Linked DNA regions of Cricetulus griseus: region 1 is linked to region 2. The links are chromatin contacts, called in public Hi-C maps. All regions are on one chromosome and are shown on one strand. The core of a region is the stretch at or near the end of the contact, and the rest is flanking DNA. Distances in the headings are between cores, read along the strand shown.

Evidence for each region. Hi-C and Micro-C count contacts between places; a contact is called where the count stands out from the background.
Region 1: a Hi-C map of the CHL-YN cell line shows a contact between it and region 2, with 6 times the contacts expected there. The contact joins the promoter of Nars1 here to the promoter of Nedd4l in region 2. A contact is called at or near these places in 2 of 8 Hi-C or Micro-C datasets (the CHL-YN cell line and fibroblasts).

What each region holds. Positions count from the first base shown.
Region 1 is chr2:174,727,461-174,731,379 of CriGri-PICRH-1.0, reverse strand. Nars1 (asparagine--tRNA ligase, cytoplasmic) reads right to left here and starts at 1,534. Exons shown (of 15, transcript XM_027402754.2): 1 at 1,379-1,534; 2 at 339-421. The coding sequence starts at 1,421. LOC103163359 (a long non-coding RNA gene) reads left to right here and starts at 1,575. Exons shown (of 4, transcript XR_003482795.2): 1 at 1,575-1,715.
Region 2 is chr2:174,386,623-174,390,239 of CriGri-PICRH-1.0, reverse strand. It overlaps Nedd4l (E3 ubiquitin-protein ligase NEDD4-like), which reads left to right and starts at 2,241. Exons shown (of 30, transcript XM_027402751.2): 1 at 2,241-2,588. The coding sequence starts at 2,541.

The DNA of each region.
Region 1 (3,919 bases), core at 285-2,784, 340 kb before region 2:
GTATGTACATACCCTTTTCTTTCCCCTTTTGGGAGACTTGAAATAAAACTACTGGGCTGAGGAGATGGCTCACTGGGTAAAGGGGACTGCCACTAGGCATGATGAACTGAGTTTGAGTTTGGTACCCAACAGTCACATGGAGGAAGAACAGAACAAATGGAGCAAGTTACCTTCTGATTCCATATCTGTGCTGAGGCACACAAATACTACTCCCCTACACACACCACGAACAAGGTGGTATCTTCTTTTTAAAGAAAGAATGAGATAAAATCCTTGACAACTCACTTCACTACCAACAGTCATTCCTAAATGTGGAGCAGTTACCCCAATGAGGTTACCTTTAGGCCTGTTTTAAATGGTTTCTCCTTAGTTCCATCTCCTGTTGCATCATTTCCTTCTCGATCAGAGACATACAGCTCTGCTGTTTTTTAAAAGATGGAAAAGTTACTCATCATATTCATCAATAACTCTCTCTTTAAAGTGCTGCTGTTACATCCATTTTCTATCTTTAGGAACAGAAAACTCCCACAGCCCAAAAGAAATCAACATTATTATTTTTCCAATCTTCCTTTTAAAAAACTATCCCACCTAACACAATAAATTACAAATCTGACTTTTCTAAAGGAACTTTTGTTATTTTAACTGTTAATACTTCTCTTTACTTGACTGTACAACAATAAAGCCAGAATTTTGAAATTCATCCTATCTTGATCAAATAAATGCTGTACCTTAAAAACCAGGGTGACCTGGGGAGAATTTATTTAACCTTTCTGTGTTTATTTCCTTATCTATAAAGTCAGAAAAATATACAGCTTACAGGGTTGTATGTACTGAGGATGAACTAGAACAAGGTGTGAATCAAGCATCCCAGGAAACGAAGCACAGACAGCAAATGAAGACGTCGGTCCCCTCTGCTTTTCAAAACAAACCCAACTCTGGGGCTAAACCGCAGAGGGCCTCACGACTGCTAGGTTTAACTGTGACATTGCCTCGGTCTCTTAAATCTTTTATTTTTACTGCTGCAAATCTCAGCAGAAAAATGAGACTGTGCGAAAAATAATTAAGTCTTAAATCCATCCCAGAAGATCAACTGAAGAACTGCTTATTTGGGGGTTTCTCTAGGTCGGAGCGCCTCGCAGCGCCCCAGTGTAGGCGGAATCACGAGACTTTCACAGTAGGGCTGGTCCAGAAAGGCGGTGGCCGAGGGACCCACAGGGCTGAAGCAGAACCGGACTCGGGCCACCGAGTCTGGTGCCCAGGTGGCCCAGGTCTGAGATGTGGGGCGAAGGACCAGAACCCCACAAATATTTGGGAGTGCGCCCATGCTGCGCCAAGCCTAAAGGGAGTTGCCGGAACATTTCTGTACTGGACCACTCACCTAGTACCATCCCTGCGGTCGCCCTGATCACCTCCGAGGACATCTACTCTGCACCCCCGCCACCTGGTCACCTCAACGTGCACAGAAGGCTTCCGTGACTGAGGAGTTGCATCATACTGTGTGAAACAGCCGTCGCGGATATGAGTCAGCGGAACATCGAACATCCATTGGCTACAGGAGGAGGTCAAGTGACTCAGAGGCCGCCATCTTTGTTCAGGGAAGAGAACACTTCCGGTTCGAAGCTACTGGGCGGGGTGCCTTGTCTGGGCTACCGAGGCGGAACCGGGTCTCAAGCTTCCTGCGTTCCCAGCTCTGCGCCTAGCTGAACGCATAGCAGGTTCTGTTTCTGAAAGATTCAACCACCATGGGGGAAAACGGTGTTGTTTTGTTTTTTAATTATTTGTTTTTTTATTTTATGTGTATGATTTTTTGCCGGCATGTGTGTACGTGCACCAGGTGCGTGCCTTGTAAAAAAAAAAAAAAGTCATCGCATCCCTTAGAATCGGAGTTATGTATGGTTGAGAGCCCAGGTCCTTCGTAAAGAGCAACAAGTGCTCTTAACCGCTGAGCCCCCTAAAATAGACTTTTAAAAAAACGAAGAAGAAAAATTGTGATGAGCTGACTAACTACCTGCTTCCCCAATAAAACAACAGTTTATATAGCATTCAATTGCATTAGTTTATGTGCTAATCCACAGATGATTTAAAATATGCAAGAGGATTTATGCAATCTCACTGCAGACACTATGCTATTTGATATAAGGCGTTCGTTATTTCCTTATTTGCATGGGTAGTGTTGATCTCCCTGAGATACCTACAGACGACCGTACTCCCTGAATCTGGCGGTGGATCTTGTATGCCACCAGTCAGATTATGAGTAGGTCTGGCCAGGATCCGCTTAGCGCTTGCTCCCAACGCAGTCTGGAGTTAAGGAAGCGCTTGGTTAACTCTGCTAAACAGCCTCATTTAATCACATCTTCCAGAAACTGGCGTTTCCTTGATGCATAGCTGAGAGTCACTTTCAGAAACAGACTGAAATTTGTCAGTACCCTTTATTGATTGATGGAATTGTGTTTAATTAGAGGCATTGTTGAGGATGTGGCTAGGTTAGGGGCGCTCTTGAGGTCACGGTGTTCCCGTTCTGTTCTCAGGATTGTTCTAGTCTCTCTACCGTGTCTATTTGGTTTGAGGTGCACTGTAAAAGGGAATGTCTATATTTAACTTTAACCATAGCCCCCTGCTTATTATGTTCAGGGCATACGAATCCGACGTCGCCATATTGGCATCGGGTAGCTTCCGGGTTCCTCTCCTGGGTCCTGTCAAACCCCAAACTCTCAGACGTCTTCCAAGAGCATTCAGTAGTATTGAATATTTTGCTCCACAAAACAAATTTTGAAGAGAGAAGAGAGGGAAATCACGGTGATGGCTTCTTACCTCGTCCCAGCCTGAGAAGGAGTGTAGTGCATGGAATATGTAAATAATGTGTAAGATTTGTAACTGCAGACAACAGTGGAGATCTCACTAGGAGACTACTATTTTAAGGAACTGAAGATGCAACTTCCCTCTCAAATTCGAGTGTTAAATTTGAGCAAAAGTTAGTTCGTTAATTCCTGGAGAACTTTTTTTTTGGTGATCCCTAAGCCACTTCCAGTTTGTGAATTATTTGTGAGCCACCAGGAGCAATAAAAAATAAAATCGTTTAAAAATTAATATCTCATTAAGGAATACAAATTTGAGCAAGTAGAACTCTGAAGCCACATACACTTGAAAATAACACAACTCTATTTTCTGGCTCCATGACCTTGACCTTGATCCTGACCCTAACCTCTTGAGTCCTGGATACCTTTGTAACATGGAAAGAATACATCTTTCAAAAAGTAAAGATTAAAAATGACCTATTATACAAAAATGCCTATTATGTGTTTGACATCCACACTTATCTGAATGAGGAAGTGGCACTTGGTACTCTTTTGTTACCTGATCATATGTGAATTAAACCTTCAACCTAATTTCTGAGAGTTCTGGTGGACTCCTCACTCTCCCCATCCCCTCACCCTCCCCACCTCCCATCTGCATGAATGGGCTCCCTAGCCAGTGTCCCATAATGTCTCTGACTATCTTTCCCCAGCTGCTAGTGACTTGTCTTTTGCTTCAGGCCATTATATGGGAGTGCTGATAGCATTTCCTTGAAACCTAAGGACTTCCTGTTTCGACATCCATCTTTTTCACCTTATTCAGTGAAAGTAGTTGCCTGATTAAGGCAGCCAGCTGGAGTCCCCACTGAGATTCTTGGGCACCTCAAAATGTCCCCTGGGGTGAGACTTCTAAGTAAAGGAACGAATAGCAGCAGACAGAAACAATAACATCAAGTCAGGCCCTCAAGACATTCAGCAGAAACTAACTTTGGAAGTTGAGGCAGCAGGCTGAGTATCACACATCTGAACTTTCAGCTTCTTCCATCCATCCATCCGTCCGTCCGTCCGTCCGTCCGTCCGTCCGTCCGTCCATCTATCTGTCTATCTATCTGTCTATCTATCTATTA
Region 2 (3,617 bases), core at 992-3,491:
TTAGTGAACCGATGATCACTTAAAGGGACATGGATGACTCAAATACAGCTGCGTCATGGAAAAGCCCATCTATATGGTCATGAATAGTTGCTCCATGGATAGGCTGCATCCCTGGAACTCCCTGCCCAACTTCCAGGGAGTGCCACTGGAGAGCTGGCCTTTCTCTCAACAATTTACTGTTTTTATGTAACCAGCTCAGGGCTTGTAAGCCTTATAACTGTCTGGGGGAGTCTGCCTCGATCCTGGAGAGAATGTTTCTATTTGGAGAGACTAGTTGTTTAAGTCAGCCTTACCTCTAGGATCAGAAATGAACATTTTTCTTAAAATTTGTTTTATTTATATGTGTATGTCTGCATGCGTGTGTGCCCATATGTGAAGACGGAAGTACTCATTTGATCCTGTGCAGTTCCAGTTACAGGCATTCGAAGGAGGATAGGCTTGTAACCAAATCATCTCTGGAAACCCCCCCCCCCCCGCCAGAAAGATGGTTTTCTTTCTGGAGTTTATTAGCTCTTTCTACTGACCTTGTAACATAAGGTGCAAATTTGACAAAGTTCTGCTTGTGTATATTAAGGAACTTCCATTTATATGGGTCAGAGGCACAGAGAAGGGCGTGTAAAATGAGTGTGTGTGTGTGTGTGTGTGTGTGTGTGTGTCCGTGTACTTTTTATAAAAAAGAAAAATAGTCTAGGTTTGATAAGTTGAAAATTCTTGATGGGAAAACACGAGCAGAGTTCTGGGAAATGTTCCTTCACAATCTTTATTTTTCTTGGTAGGGCTCTTGTGGCACCTAAGCGCCATATAAACTTGATGGCTCTGAATTCCGAGGATTCGGAGCAGTGTGTTGATTCCACAAGGCTGGCTTCAAAGGAAAGCTATTACATGGGACACATTGCAAGGGATGAAAGGGAGAGCTAAAGTTGGGGAGTGTGGGACCGCCTTTCAGGGTGTACACCAGGTATTTGATCATTAAGGTGGGCCAGGCAAGGTGACTCTGTTGATCTGTTCTCTCTTCCTTCAGTGAAAATCCTAACCTCCCAGACAAAACCAGACACTCTGATGATTTCTTTTTAAAGGAAAATAGCACGTTCTTTCTGTTCTTGTTTCTAATTTACCACTGCACACAACACTTATTTTTAGGATCGAATGCCTTCCTTTTGTTTTTGTTTTTTTTTTTTGTTTGGGTTTTTTGGTTTTTCGAGACAGGGTTCTCTGTGGCTTTGGAGGCTGTCCTGGAACTCACTCTGTAGACCAGATTGGCCTTGAACTCGCAGAGATCTGCCTGCCTCTGCCTCCCCAGTACTGGGATTAAAAGGCGTGTGCCACCACGGCTGGCTCTTAGGGGAGGCTTCTTGAAAAAAGTAGAGTGACGAATTTCTCTTAACTTATTTAAAGTAGCTTCTTGCATTCCTGTACTTCGAAAGATTAAATGAAGGGCTTGCTAGAGAAATTCCCTATCTGGAATGTGGGAAGACTCCTACGGTGGCTAATAAGACGTCTCCAAGGTTTGCATATGTAAAGGACAAACTTAAAGTTGAATTTGGTATTTCACGTTGTGCCTTACAAAAAAAGCCCGAGCTTTTATCAAAGAACCAGGCAGCCCGGTTTCAAGTGGGTGGGTGTGTACTCAGCGCGGGCGCAGAGTTGGTTTTGTTCCCAGTAGAGTTGACATCGGCAATGGCGACTCGCGGCCACAACGGGGCAGCCTCTCCTAGGCTGGCCGCCCGGCCAGGCGAATCCTTTCGGGGAGCTGACGCGGTGAGCCAAGTCTGGCCTGCCATAGCTGCCAAGAATTTAAAGGGGGTCTAGAAACATGCATCGTCGCCCCTTTAACGCTCCTGGAGACTTCGGGTTAAGAAAAAAAAAAGAAAGATAAAAATGGAAACAATGGTTTTGTTGTTGTTTGCACGGCGTCTTCATGGTCCCCCTAAGGTCCACTCCACCGGGTCCCCAAGGCAGAGAAAAGCGGGGCAAGTAAGAGGGTCAGCCCGGCAGGCCCAGCCCGCCAGGGCGCGCCCCAGTCCAGGACTCTGCGGCGGGTGACCCAGGAGGCGCTGGGGGTGGGGTGGGCGTGGGGCGAAACACCACCACCCCCGCGGCCCGCCCCCCAACCCGGCCTGTGATTGGCTTGGGGGGCGCCAGTGCCCGCCCCGGCGAACGGGAGGGTCGCCGTGGGCGCCGGGCGGCGCAGGCGGGGCGGAGAGGGCGGGCCGGGCGGAGCAGGCGAGGGGCGGGGGCGCGGGTCCCAGGGATCGCTGAGCGGGGCTTGGGGAGGCCGGGAGAGCCAGCGGCGGGGGCGGGAGCCCGCGGGCTGAGCGCTGAGCAGAGAGAGCGCTCGGCCAGCCGCCGCTCGGCGCGCTCTCGGAGCCGCCAGTCCGCGCGTCCCCGCAGCCTTCCGGGAGGAAGCGGCGCCGCGGCCGGGTGCAGCCTCACCTGCCGGCCCTTCCCCGCCCGGCGGCGCAGAAGGACAGAGGGTCGCGGCCCCGCGACGCACTTCAGCCGATCGCAGCGTCTAGGACCCCGCGCGGGGCGCCGGCTCCATGGCGACCGGGCTCGGGGAGCCCGTCTACGGACTTTCGGAAGAGGAGGTGAGTTTCTGCCTAGAGCGTTGTGGGGAGAGGACGGGGCCACTCCGCTGCGCGCGTCCCTTGCTAGCAGTGGGTCCCGGAATCCGGGTGACCCAGAGCGGTCCGGAGCGGTGGGTGACTTGTCCGGGTGAAGCGCTCCGCTCCTCTGCCCGGGGCTCTCGGGGTGGGCGGAGGCCGCGTGAGTCGCTGCCCCGCGGGTCCCTTTCCTCTGCAAGCTGCGTCTCTCAGGGCTGTTAGGCAACTTTCCTGGTCATGCCCCTGCAGCCAGGAGTCCGTGACAAGTGTCACGTCTGGGTCGCTGCAGGGGTCTCTGCGTGGCGCAGGCTATCTGGGGATTGTTGAGGAGCCTGGTGGTGTCTCCTTCTGGGACTTTTCTTGCTAGTGGGCGCTCGGCAGCGGATGTGTGCAGATCCCGGGGGGGGGGGGGGTGACACCGGGAGAGTTGTGTACGGCCGCCCCTGGGTCTTGCAAAGTCTGGAGCTGGGATTGTGCGTTTCGAACTCCTCTATTTTGGTGTGTGGAGGTGATCTGAGAAGGAGGCAGGTGCTGCAGGAAACTTAGGGGAAGCTTGCAGCCCTGCCATTTCTCCTTCGTCAAGAGGATTCAAAGCCCCGCACCTCTGGGGTGGGTGGAGAGAAGAAAGCTCCATTGATCTCTTTTATTAATAAAACGAATGAAATAAGCCACACCCCCAAACGGTCGGTTTGACTGGAGAGGGCTTTGTTTTTAAAAAATCTCACTCGCTCATCGCGGTCCCCACTCCCCCTTTTGAAAGGATCCTGCTAAATCACTGCTCAGCCCTCACTCGACCAGCCATTCTCGACTCTTATTGGTGTGTTGCTCTGCCAAAAAGGGGGGTGGGAGGCCTGTCGCGGGCTCGGAGTGACAGGCAGGCTGGATGGAGCAGGTAGGAGTGGTTCGCCATCTGGCGGGGTGCGCGCCCAGGTCTGGCTCCCCTTTCGAGAGGTGAATTTACAACCCATGAAGCATTACTCAGCGGGGAGGTATTTCCTATCCTGGTTGTGCATT